2 separate regions of the Sus scrofa genome follow, and region 2 is linked to region 1. The links are chromatin contacts, called in public Hi-C maps. All regions are on one chromosome and are shown on one strand. Each heading gives the region's core, a stretch centred on a gene start, on an enhancer-like site or on the middle of the called end of the contact. The rest is flanking DNA. Distances are from core to core; before and after follow the strand shown.

Region 1 (6,597 bases), core at 2,136-4,635:
AGCCATCAAAAAGAACAAAATAATGCCATTTGCAGCAACATGGATGGAACTAAAGACTCGCATACTAAGTGAAGTAAGCCAAAAAGAGAAAAATACCATACAATATCACTTACATCTGGAATCTAATATACAACACAAATGACCCTTTCCACAGAGAAGAAAATCATGGACTTGGAGAACAGACTTGTGGTTGCCCAGGGGGAGGGGGAAAGAGTGGGATGGACTTGGAATCTGGGGTTAATAGATAGAAACTATTGCCTTTGGAATGGATAAGCAATGAGATCCAGCTGTATAGCACTGGGAACTATATCTAGTCACTTATGATGGAGCATGATAATGTGAAAAAAAGAATGTATATATGTATGTGTGACTGGGCCACCTTGCTGTACAGTAGAACATTGACAGAACACTGCAAACCAATTATAATGGAAAAAATAAAAATCATTCAAAACCAAAACAAAATGTGGTATGTACACACAATGGAATATTATTCAGTCCTAAAAAGGAACAGAATTCTGTCATATGCTACAATGTGGATGAACCTTGAAGATATGCTAAGTGAATTAAGCCAGACAAAAAAGGACAAATATTGTGTGATTCCACTTATATGAGGTACCTGGAATACACAAATTATAGGATAGGAAGTAGAAGAGTGGGTACCAGAGTTTGGGGATGAGTGGAAATAGGGAGTTATTGTTTAATGGATACAGGGTTTCAGTTTGGGATGATGAAAAAGTTCTGAAGATGGATGGTAGTGATGGTAATGTGACCATACTCACTGTCACTGAAATTAAAATTGTTAAAATGGTACATTTTGTGTTAGGCATACTTGAGCACTCAAAAACCCCACAAAGAAACCAAAACGGGAGTTCCTGTTGTGGCTCAGGGGGTTAGGGACCCAACTAGTATCCATGAAGATGTGGGTTCAATCCCTGGCCTCACTCAGTGGGTTAAGGATCCAGTGTTCCCATGAGCTGTGAGGTAGGTCTCAGATGCGGCTCAGATCCTGAGTTGCTGTGGCCGTGGCGTAGGCTGGCAGATGCAGCTTCGATTGGACCCCTAGCCTGGGAACTTCCACATGCTGCAGATGTGGCCCTAGAAAGGAAGGAAAGAAGGAAGGAAGGCGAGAGACCAAAACCAAACAAAAACCTGTGGGACGGGCTGGGGTGTGCCCAGGTCAGGTTGCTAGATACACCAGAGAGTGAGGAGTCTGGATGCAACACCAAGACCTAATCCAATGGACAGAGAGCTCAGAATGTGGATGTCCTGAGGGGTGCACTTGAGACAACAAGGAAAAAAGCCAAGTGTTCTGCAGGCCAGGCGACTCTGCTGCAGCTCCCCTTGACTGCGTGAGCAGAGGAGGCTTAGCCTCACAGGGAGCAGGTGGCAGCGCTCCCTTCCTCCATGGTCTCCCATTGAGAAACTATCTACTTCACCCAACCATCTGACAGATGGAAACATTCAGGGCAAGTCATATGCTCTTATTGAGGATCATTCCTGCGTCCAGGCTTTGGAGGGGCCCTGGGGAACTGGGTATGGAGGGAACAGAAGATTCCAAGCTATCAAAGCTTCACTCCTTGTAACATATAACCTGCCCAAGGCCTCAGGCCAATGGGAACAGGCATAAAGTTGCACAGGATTAAATGGTAAATAGCAAGCTAGGTGCAATGATAGGAGCGGTGGCAGTCTGGGTGGACTTCCCATAAGAAGTGGCTTTAAGTAGACCTTGATGGGTGGGAGGATTTGGAGAAGGGGGAGAAGCATTTGTTCTGAGTCTGAGTAGCTGTGCACAGTAGGGCAGTGAAAGGGCCTGGACTAACTGATGGTCAGTGAGATAGGTGGGCATTCTGGCATGTCAGGCTAAAGGGGGTGGTTCAGGGCCCCAAACAAAGGCTAAATCTCTGGCTCTAGACTGAAGCAACAGGGAGCCTAGATGCTTGTCCCAGATGTGTCTATGGCTAATCTCCTCAAGGCCTGGGAGGTGGGACAACCCCTAAGACTCCCTCCTGCATAGCCAGCCTCAGAACTGCCCTGCTTCTCAGTCCTTAGTGCTGGTGCAGCCTCATCCAAAAGGCCATTTTCTCCTCCTTAAGCTTCACACCCCCATCGTGGTTAAATCCAGCTGCAAGTACTTCTCATCCTTGTTGTAACATAGCCAGTGGGGCAGCTTCCCACCATTGGGGTTTCTGCCCAGAAGAGAGGATTATTCCTGTGCATCTTGCCTCCTTCTCTCACCCTTCTCTCATTCACCTTGCCTCATCTTGCCTCCTTCTCTCACCCTTCCCTCATTCACCTTGCCTTGGGAGTTGGGGGTCCAAGAAGGCTTTTCAGAGATGATACTTAGATCTTCAAGAAAGAAGAGGAAAGCGTATAGCAATGAGGCACCTTCCAGGCAGAGGGAACAGTATGGGCAAAGGGTTGGAGGTATGAAGGCCCAGGGCTTTGGGAGGAAGCGCAAGTACAGGGTTAGGTAAAAACACGGAATGTGTGAAGAGGATGGATCCGGAGAGGAGTTGAAACAGGAAGTGTTTTAAAAAGTTTTGTGCCAAGCTAAGGGGATGGGACTTTACCTGGGAGCAGAGGGAAGCCATGCAGAGTTTGAAGAGGTGATAATTCAGAAAGACCCCTTGAGTGTCATAGGAAGATGGACAGAATGCAGAGAGAATGTGGAGATGGGGAACTAGGCATCTCTGCCAGGGAACCCCCCCCACCCCCCCACAGCCCAGCTTGGTCAGACACCCCTTGATGCTCTCAAAGTGCCTCTGATCCCGCAACACAATCCTCACTAAACCAGATTGTAATTTGATGTTTTTTGTTTGTTTGTTTTGCTTTTAGGGCCACACCTGAGGCATGTGGCGGTTCCCAGGCTAGGGGTCAAATCAGAGCTACAGCTGCCAGCCTACGCCACAGCCACAGCAACGTGGCATCTGAGCTGCACCTGAGACCTACCTTACAGCTCATGGGAACACTGGATCCTTAACCCATCAAAGGAGTCCAGAGATTGAACCCGAGTCCTCATGGATACTGGTTGGGTTCGTTAACTGCTGAGTCACGACGGGAACTCCCCTGATGTTTCTGTTAAACATTAACAAGCCTCTGGAGAAGGGGGTCATGTCTGTGATAGCCTTGAACTCCAGCTCCCAGTATTGAGCTGGGCATGAGAGAGCATTGACAGTGACTGTGGAGTGCTTGAGTGAGTGAAGAGTGTGGTCATGGGACAAAGAGGAACCTATTCTAGGGACATCGAGGACCTGGTGACTGACTAGGGAAAGATGGGACATTCTGCTTGGGTTGATCACACATTTTCTGTGGGACATGCAAGGACAAGTATCTGAAACAGCTGGTCATCAGGTTTAGAATGACTGCCCAGATGAGTCAGGGGCCCAGACTCACCCTGTGCTGGCAGAGTTGGCCCAGTATTTCATCATCCAGAGGCTCAGCACCTTCTCCTTCCTGGAGGCAGAATGGAATGTGGCGTTTGGAACAGAGCATGGGGTGCTGACATGTGATCAGCAATGGAAGGTGGGTCAGAATACAAAGGTGGGGAGACTGGAAGTCCAGCGTGGGTGGCAGGTGGGGCTGTAGCCCCTTTGGAGAAGGGCCTCCAGAAGATGAAGCCGATCTCATCCCCATGGTCTGCACCATCAGTGCGGGATTGGTAATGATGCTGGGAGTGTGGTGCTCAATTTGTACACGTAGACAGGGAAGCCAGCATCTATGAACAGGGAAACTGAGAGGGGCTGCAGGAAATGGCCTGGCCTGGGCTTCTCATCCAACCCACGAATTCCACCCACCTGCATCAAGCTGGGTAAAGAGCTTGGGCTTCAGAACCAAGGGAGCAGATTTGAATCCTGTCCATGCCATTCATTAGCCACGTGACCTGGGGCAACTCACTCAACCTCTCTGAGCTGTAGCTCATCTGCCAACTGAGGACATGAAAATAATTCATGGGATTGTGGCAAGGATCGCAGAAGCCTTTCTGAACTTGCCTCTCTCTGTTTAACATTTACGGTTCTTCACTGTCTACCTCTGCAGCCCCTCCTGTGACCTCTCACCCACATGTTGCCCAAGCCCTGGTCAGCCTGGGCAGGATCTCCAAGGTGCCCCTAAGTCTGTCAGTTCTTCCCTGAACATGCTAGGCTGTCTCCTCTGGGCGGACCTTGGTCTTGCCCTCCTCAGCCCCAGGGAACAGCCCCTCTTCTCTCACAGTTGATAGCATGCTGCCTCTTTTGTGGCCACGTGGAATCCTACACCAGCCCAGAGGAACAGAGAGCATGGGTGAGCACTTGGTAAGTCCAGTGGCAGGAGTGGACAGGGGGTGCCCACTCCCAGGGACCCCACATACTTCAGTGATGGCGGGCAGCCTACAGCGTGGAGTGCCCAAAGGTAGCGCCCCCAGCTAGGTCTTCCAGACGGCTCTGTAACATTTTCCAGTCATGGTCATCGATATCACCCAGGTACTCCTCCATCACCAGTGGTAATTGCTCCTTGGTGATATTCTGGCTGGGGAAGCCACATCCACCCTGAGGTATGGGGTGCCAGCTGGGCCGGAGGTGGGCACACCAGTAACTGGACCCAGGCTCAGCAGCCCCAGGGGTTTTTGGCCTGGGGGAAGGGAGACAGGGAGCTTCCCAGGAAGGTCTCCCTCTTTGATGATTCTTACCCCTATGTTTTTGCTGCATGAGAACTGCCTGCCGTGTCCCTGAAGAAGCCCCAGGAGACTTGCCCACCAGCAGCCATCTGATTCCGTGCCAAACCCCAGGCCTCCCAAGAAAGACCTCTGTTCTGGCCGGGAGCCCTTTGTGAAGAGAAGCTACTAGGTAAAAAGCGGGGCGGGGGGGGCGGTCAGCCTTGTCCAACCAAACTGAGCACCCCTGACAGCACGGCCCCTCACCAACAGGGTGCGGGTATGCCAGTGCACCTTGGAGATGGTTTCTTTCCTCAGAGGGCGCTGGCTTATCGGGAGTGTCACGATCTGCTCCACAAGACAAAGACCCAGGTGTAGGCCAGTCCCAAACATCAGGAGGGATTCCCACCAGTGCTACACCAGGCCCCAAGGCTCTTGCCCATGTAAATGGTGAGTTCTCAGAGCACAAAGCCCAGGAAGAGCCCATGACCCTTTCCTGCACTTCTGTTCCCAACCTGTCCATCACCACCAATGAAGTGGGGGCCTGGAGGGTCCCCCACTCCTGAGATGGGTCATCTACCCTGACGCAGGAGCAAGGGAGAGCCTCAGGATATACAGCTGCCTGGAGGATAAGAAATGGACAGGATAACCCATCCAAACTATGACCTAAGATTCTGGGGCCCCAAACGTCCAAGAGACTACACTTCTCTCCCCCCATTGTTCCCAGCCAGCTCTCACTACACAGAGACTGCAGGAAGCCCCCAAGCACGGGGCATTCCCAGAGGGGCCACTGGGATCTGACCTAGTGCCCAGCCCTGCTCAAGAGGCACCCTCTGTTACCCCCACTGCAGTGGGCAGCCCTCCTCTTTACTTACAAAAGGCAAGAACCAACTGAACTCTGGGTTGTTGACACCCAAAAGGTAGGGCACAGGTGCAACCTGAGCCTGGGTCAGGCCCTGAAAAAAAAATACAAAAAACAAGAAAAAAGAAAACCCCATCCCTCCCCACATGCCCAGCCTCCTTGTCCTGCTCCTATTGTTGCTATTCACTTATCACTCCCTACAGAGGTGAATATTCATTTATTTGTAGGGTTTATTATCTCTCCTCACTGGAACCCCAGCCCCACGGGCAAAAGACTTTGGCCTAAATAGTTTACCGAGTATCCTAAATACCTGGAGCCCAGTAGATGTTCAATAACTGCTCAGATTACAGAATGGAGCCTGTTCATCTCTTCCGGGTCTTCATGGGAGTGCAGGTGGAAGAATCTCTTTGGGAAGAGAAGCGGACTAGAGTTAAAGGGAGTCTCCCCAATGTGCTCCTGAGTCAGGGTCCCTGGGGTGGTCTGGGTATCAGGTCAGAAGAGTTGTTTGCAGGCAGCTGGGTCAGAGAGCTGGAAGGAACTTCCACCTACCATCTTCTTGGACATACGCATCATCTCGGTCTCTGATCGTGCCCTCGAGCAGTCTACCAGAATCTTTGTGCTGCTGTGGTTGCAACCTGCCAGACGGGCAATCTTCTGTGAAGAGAGGATGTGCTCGGGGCTGCCCTTATCCTGCCTCTCCTTGCTGGACCCTGGGGGAGAGGAGGTCCCTACCTTGGCCACCTTCACTGGGTCAGGAGTGATAAGATTCTGAGTACTGCAGTGCCACTCTGGGAAATGGCCCGATGGAAGAGACCCCAGGCTAAGGGTGATGTCATCTGCCGGGGGTGGGGGAACATGGTACCCATAGATGCACAAGTGGGGTCCACTTGAGCAGTTTTGCATGTCTGTGTGGCCATGGATGGGCAGCCTGAAGGGGCCCAGTGAAGGTAGAAGCTGAGAGGGAGTCAGGAGTTCTGGGTCAGAGTTCTAGAGCCAGTGCTTTCCTGCCTCTGGGCATCCATGTCCTGGTTTGCACAATGTTCCCCAGGGGTCCCAGAGGGATCTGGTGATATTGCAATGGTTCTGCTGTTTAACAACCAGTAAGAGC
Region 2 (6,597 bases), core at 1,881-4,380, 94 kb before region 1:
ATATAAAAACACATTAAAAGATGTCTCAATACATTCTGCAGGTCTCACTGAAAACATTTCAAGTTTGCACTGCCTTTACTTTACCACTGGTCAAGCCATGAGTGGCACCCTCAAAGATTCCTTTCTGTCTAGGTTTTCCTGTCCCTGTGTTGTCGGCATTCCCCCAATCTCCCAACAGTACATAAAGGCTAGGAAGGCAGCCAAAAATCTGGATGCATTGTGATGCCAGGCAGATGATAGCAAGGGCTAGATACACCTGCATTTGCATAGATTCTGAAAAGAAGCCTGGAGACAAAGCTGAGCCCATCCGCAAAAGGCAGAAGAGTGGGAAGCAGGAAGTCCCTGTTCAGCTACTCTTTAATTTTTTTTTTTTTTTTTTTTTTGTCTTTTTGCCTTTTCTAGGGCTGCTCCCGCAGCATATGGAGGTACCCAGGCTAGGGGTCTAATCAGAGCTATAGCCACTGGCCTACGCCAGAGCCACAGCAACTCAGGATCCGAGCCGAGTCTGCAACCTACACCACAGCTCACGGCAACACTGGATCCTTAACCCACTGAGCAAGGCCAGAGATCAAACCCGCAACCTCATGGTTCCTAGTCGGATTCGTTAACCACTGAGCCACGACGGGAACTCTCCTGTTCAGCTACTTTTTAACCTACCTTTCTGAGCCTGTTCCTTATCTGGCAAACAGAAGTTACCTTACAGGGTTGGGGTGACTTAAGCCTAAAAATGTAACCTAAGGCAGACGTAATTTTTTTTTTTTTTTGCTTTTTGGCTTTTCTCGGGCCGCTCCCTCGGCATATGGAGGTTCCCAGGATAGGGGGTCTAATCGGAGTTGTAGCCGCAGGCCTATGCCAGAGCCACAGCCACGCGAGATCCAAGCCGGGTCTGCAACCTACACCACAGCTCATGGCAATGCTGGATCCTTAACCCACTGAGCAAGGGCAGGGATAGAACCCACAACCTCATGGTTCCCAATCAGATTTGTTAACCACTGCACCATGATGGGAACTCTGGGCAGATGTAATTTTTAAGATACACAAAGTAATCACCAAATTGCAGGTACCCTCTATGAGCTTTCCCTCAAAGTTTAATTCTGAACCCAGTGTAAAGAAGTGCTCTTTTTACTGTTTGTGGTTGCTCTCTAGGCAGTTTGAAGGAACTACCCAAACCGTTGGTTACTAGAAACTGGCAAAGTTAGGAGTAGGGGTTAGTGTATCAAGTCTTATTCTCCCACCCAATTTTTTGAAATCTCAAATGATACCCTAAAATCATTACTTTTTTTTGGGCTGTGTCCATGGCACATGGAAGTTCATGGATCAGGGACTGAACCTGCATCATAGGTGCAAACCAAACTGCAGCAGTGACAACCCTGGATTCTTCACTAGCTGAGCCACCAGGAAATTCCATCCTAATCATTACCTGTGACCAAGACTGTACCACAGAGATCCACAACCTAGTTGCACCATCAAGCATAGTTTGAAGCGATGGCTGTGGTTTTCACTCTGCCCTGTGAAACCCTAGTATGAGCCAAAGCTGTGGTTAGGGAAGGTTCTTTCCCACCTAGAAGCCAAACAGCATCAGCATAACAAATGGGCTTGGAAACTAAGCTATCACTAGCTTCCCAATCAAGTTCTTGGTGCTTCACAAGAAGCTGGAGTGTTTCCTACCAGCTAAAATTCTGTGAAGAACTCTGAGGAGAGGTATAAGTTTTGAGAGAAGTTAGCTGAAAATTCTCAATAAACCAAATCAGCTCCCACAACCCAGAGGAGGCTTGTTCAGTTCACGGAGACACAGAGCACCGGCAGAGTCCTATCAGCACATCTGTTCTGCAGTTTCTCACCTACTCTATCTCCATAAATATAAGTCTTCCAGATTCAAGGATAAGATATAGCCCAATGGAGCAGCTGACTCAGTCCAGTAGCCATAATTAGTGTGACAAAAGTTCAAGCCTGTACAAACAGCACAGACACCTGCTCTCCACCCCCTTTCCCTAGTGCTGGAAAATAAAAGTAAACACACTCTGGGGTTACCGAATGCAAATACTTGTACACGTTAAAGTGGTGACATTAAGGATAGCGAAAAATGGGCCCAAACCCACAAAATGTCCAAACTGCATTCCCCACAAACTAAATGTTACTTTCCCCAAACTCCTGTCTCATTCAACTTTTAACTCTGTCCACTAAGGATTAGGTTTAGGATTACACCACATATTGACCACATTAAAAACAAGAAGAAAACTAGACAAAAGTTCCTTTAACGCACACAAACTCTCCTCAACTCTCTTGACCAGACCCCCAACATCTGATGATCGTAAAGGTGCCTAGGTTTCTCCTTCCGGAGAGGCAATCAACAGCCCAGAAAAGCAAAGAGACAGACTACAGTGGCGGTGTCAGTCACTCCTAAGCTATTCGGTCCACAAAGTGAGGATAGTAATAACAATAGTAGCTACCATCAAGTCCCCGGAGGCATACTTGAGATAATTAGACACCAGAGAGCAGGGCCTGGCCTTGAGTTTAGTGTTTGGGGTGCGTCAGCCATTATTGTTATTATTACTGTAGCACTGCCCCCTCGAGAGGCCTGCGGAGGACGGAAGAAAGGGACTTCAAGGCCCGGCTGTGCGATAGGCTACTGAGTCGGGACTGTAGGAGAGGGTGTCTAGTGCCCGGAGCCCAAAGAGCTGAGGAGCCGTGGGCGCAGGAGGGTAAGGGGAGGAGGCCAGAGGTGGGAAGGGCCAGGAAGGAAGGAAGGATCGGCGAGTAGGGTCGTGAGAGAGGATACCACTCACCCAGCGCGAATTCCCATTGCTCGTTCCCCAGAGAGCGTTCGGGTACCACCTCCAGATCCAGCATTGGTTCGGCTCGCCGGGCCAAGGCGGCCTCCCTGCCGTAGCGCAGATGGCAGCGGAGCTGAAGAGACAAAGTAGCGGGTGACCCACCGCGCCCCCTGGCCCTGCTCGCCACCTCCCACCGAGTCGCCAGCGCTACCGGCCCCACAAACTTCACCTGACCTCACCACACCTCACCTCACCGACAGCAGCCGCGGCGGCTTGGGGCAGCAGCGGCAGCGGGAGCTGGAGCGTCTGCGGCAAAAGTGGCGTGCCGGGCCGTAAAGTGTGGCGGAGGCGGGGCGAAGGCGGGATTTCCACGGTTAGAGCGGGACCAAGGCGGAGTCACGCACGCGCAAACTCCGGATAGGCGGCTGTTATAGATGCCTTACGGTACCATACGGAAGTGCGGGCTCTCTTGGAACCAGGAGCATCGTACTCCGTGAACCCCCACATCTGTACACCACATCGCACACGTTCCACACGAAGATGTGTGAACCGGGCAACACATACATGTAACACGGCTATATAGCACCCGTCTGCCGTCTACGCGTACGTCTCAACCACATTCACTGGGCTCAAAAGGCGAGTTATGAGGGCGTACCCTCTGAGGCCCACCGGGGAGGGAGGACACGGAGTCTCAAAGTACAAGGCCCGCGAGCGCCCTGCCGCTCCCGGTTGGGGCCAAGACCGACCCCGGCAGCAGCTACCTCTAGTTGGCCAGGAATGACTCCTCACTGCAGCCCCTGGGTCTCGGGTCGTACTCAAAGTGCGTGTGTAGGGGCGGGGGGAGTTAGGGGAGAGGACTAGGTAGGGGAGGACGTCCTGACTGACTACTTCGTGCTGTGCGCAGGCCCCAGGGCTGGGATCCCGAGGCTGCTGAAGCTCAGACTGAGTCAGAGTCGGCTGTGTCGCTGACTCTGTGGGGTCTTGACCAAAGGTCTTGTCTTTATGCCTCAGTTTCCTCATTTAAAAGCTTTTAGTTCGGGCTCTGGGTACTCTAATACTGACATCTTATGGAGCCAACTCTTCATGGACGCACATGGACGCAGTGTCTGGATTGTCACATCCACCCTGAGACTAAGATTGGTTATATCTCACTTTACAGGCAAAAAAAAAAAAAAAAAATTGACGCCCAGAGAAGCTGAATGGCTCGTGGTCCTAGGCGTTAGAACTCAAATTCTTAATATTACATTGCCTGTGGAGGAAGGTTTTTAGCAGGGGAGAAAATGACAAGCTAAATTCTTAAAACTAGTAGGAGTGGAACGTGGAGGCTCTATCAAAACTTTAAGTCAGGAGTTCCCGTCGTAGCGCAGTAGTTAATGAATCCGACTAGGAACCATGAGGTTGTGGGTTCGATCCTTGGCCTCGCAGTGGGTTAAAGATCTGGCATTGCCTTGAGCTGTGGTGTAGGTCACAGATGCGGCTCGGACCCTGTGTGTTGCTGTGGCTGTGGTGTAGGCCGGTGGCTATGGCTCTGATTAGACCCCTAGCCTGGGAACCTCCATATGCCGTGGGTGCAGCCCTAGAAAAGACAAAAAGACAAAACACACACACACACAAAATACCTTGAAGTCACTGCTACTTGTATTAAAGCAAACATGGAGAAGGTTGTCCAATTGCAGCATCCTTTGCCAGACTAATAGAACTGAGTCATTGAGATGTCCATCAGTAGGGAAGTGACCAACTAAACTCTGACATATATATAACAGGATGAGTTTTTAAAAGATGAGATATGTCCCTATATGCTGATGTGGAATGACCTCCACAAGAAAAAAGCTAGGTGCGAAATTGTAGTATTATGACCCATTTTTTTCTGTAAAAACAAATAAAAGTGGCCATACTGAAAAAAGGAGAACATTTCTTGAAAGAAAAACATAAAATTATCAATAATACCTAATACTGGGAAGGAGGCTGGGGGCCAGGGACATTTACTTCTTACCACACATGGCAAGCATTAAAGATGTGTTTAGGGAGTTACCGTCGTGGCGCAGTGGTTAACGAATCCGACTAGGAACCATGAGGTTGCGGGTTCAGTCCTTGCCCTTGCTCAGTGGGTTAATGATCTGGCATTGCCGTGAGCTGTGGTGTAGGTTGCAGACGCGGCTCGGATCCCGCGTTGCTGTGGCTCTGGCGTAGGCCAGAGGCTACAGCTCCAATTCGACCCCTAGCCTGGGAACCTCCATATGCTGCGGGAGCGGCCCAAGAAATAGCAAAAAAAAAAAAAAAAAAAAAAAAAGATGTGTCTAGGAGGGAGTTCCCTGGTGGTCTAGTGGTTAGGATTCAGTACTTTTACTGCTGTGGCTTGGGTTCAATCCTTGGTCTGAGAACTGAGATTCTGCATCTAGCCACTGCACATTGTGGCCAAAAAAGAAAGAAACCTACACTCAAACAATACATAAAGATACGTTGTTGGGCAGCTGGCCTAGATATTGCTGGGAAGGAGACCTGGAAAGAAAAACTTCTAAGGTTGGTTGGGTGTAATCTTAGTCAATTTGTAATGTCTGAATCGAACCCAAATCCAATTAGACTAATGGTTCTCCTATTTAAAAAATACTTGGAAGGATTTATTTCTGGTGGACAAAGAGGGATGTGAGAGAGGAACAAGAAACCCACACACTTTGGATAACAATGTTGATGGTGAAATAAAATTCACATTTTAAGAAGTCAAGAAAAGGAAATTTTTAACATAAAATTTTGGTCTCCACCCTCCCTTTTAAGTGTGTTGTGCATCTGCACTACCCAGACCTCCTCAGGAGGTAACATTCCTTTTTAATCTCATCAAGGGTCACAATTCCTTGAGATAACCTTCATTCTTAATCTTTTAAGGGGCCACAATGTCCCATGATCCATTACTTGCCCGGCATGCGTGATCTGGATTATGTGAACTGTTTTTTGTGTTTTTGTTTTTGTCTTTTTAGGGCCACACTCACAGTACATAGAGGTTCCCAGGCTAGGGGTTGAATTGGAGCTGCAGCTGCTAGCCTTCGCCACAGCCACAGCAATTTGGGATCCAAGCTGCCTCTGAGACCTACACCCCAGCTCATGGCAATGCCAGATCTGTAACCCACTGAGCAAGGCCAGGGATCAAACCCGGGTCCTCATGGATGCCAGTCAGATTTGTTTCCTCTGAGCCATGACGGGGAATGCCTGAATTGTTTTGGGTTTTTTTTTTTTTTTTTTTTTTTGTCTTTTTGCCAAAGGGCCGCTCCCACGGCATAAGGAGATTCCCAGGCTAGGGGTCTAATCGGAGCTGTAGCCACCGGCCTACGCCAGAGCCACAGCAACGCTGGATCCAAGCCGTGTCTGCAACCTACACCACAGCTCACGGCAACGCCGGATCCTTAACACACTGAGCAAGGCCAGAGATCAAACCCGAAATCTCATGGTTCCTAGTCAGATTTGTTTCCGCTACGCCACAATGGGAACCTGAATTGTTGACAATAACGTCATTTAATGTACAGTGCTCTGTCTCAAAAACGTAACTGTGCTTTGACCTCTAATGGAACAGTTCTCAGAGCTTTCTGAGATGTGGTTCCTGGATTATAATCCTCAATTTGGCTCAAATAAAATATTCTGCTTCTTTTCTAGATCAACTGATTAATTTTTTTGTCAGCAGTGAAAAACATTGTTTTAGTTTGGAAAACCCAAGAAAGAGGAAGAACAATGTTGGGGAGGCCCCTAAGAAATTCCTTGTTGGGATAATAGGCAGATAGGTTTCTGTGAACCATTTCAGTCAACAACAAATGGTTATATTTGCTCATTGTGCTAT

The links. Hi-C and Micro-C count contacts between places; a contact is called where the count stands out from the background.
Region 2: a contact with region 1 is called in a Hi-C map of liver, with 2.8 times the contacts expected there. The contact joins the promoter of C6H16orf70 here to the enhancer-like site in region 1. A contact is called at or near these places in 12 of 47 Hi-C or Micro-C datasets (alveolar macrophages, embryonic fibroblasts, epiblast stem cells and 5 more) and 2 of 2 datasets of contacts at active chromatin or transcription factors (alveolar macrophages and skeletal muscle).

The regions. Positions count from the first base shown.
Region 1 is chr6:27,660,274-27,666,870 of Sscrofa11.1, reverse strand. It overlaps the pseudogene LOC110261349. Among named protein-coding and RNA genes, the nearest start is that of CBFB, 21 kb to the left of the region's middle. Within about 2 kb of position 3,385, at least 12 of the 83 cell types and tissues checked have an H3K27ac peak or open chromatin away from gene starts, as enhancers often do. A contact at or near this core is called in alveolar macrophages and liver, where this site is marked.
Region 2 is chr6:27,754,109-27,760,705 of Sscrofa11.1, reverse strand. It overlaps C6H16orf70 (UPF0183 protein C16orf70 homolog), which reads right to left and starts at 3,130. Exons shown (of 17, transcript XM_021094040.1): 1 at 3,024-3,130; 2 at 2,787-2,907. The coding sequence starts at 2,850.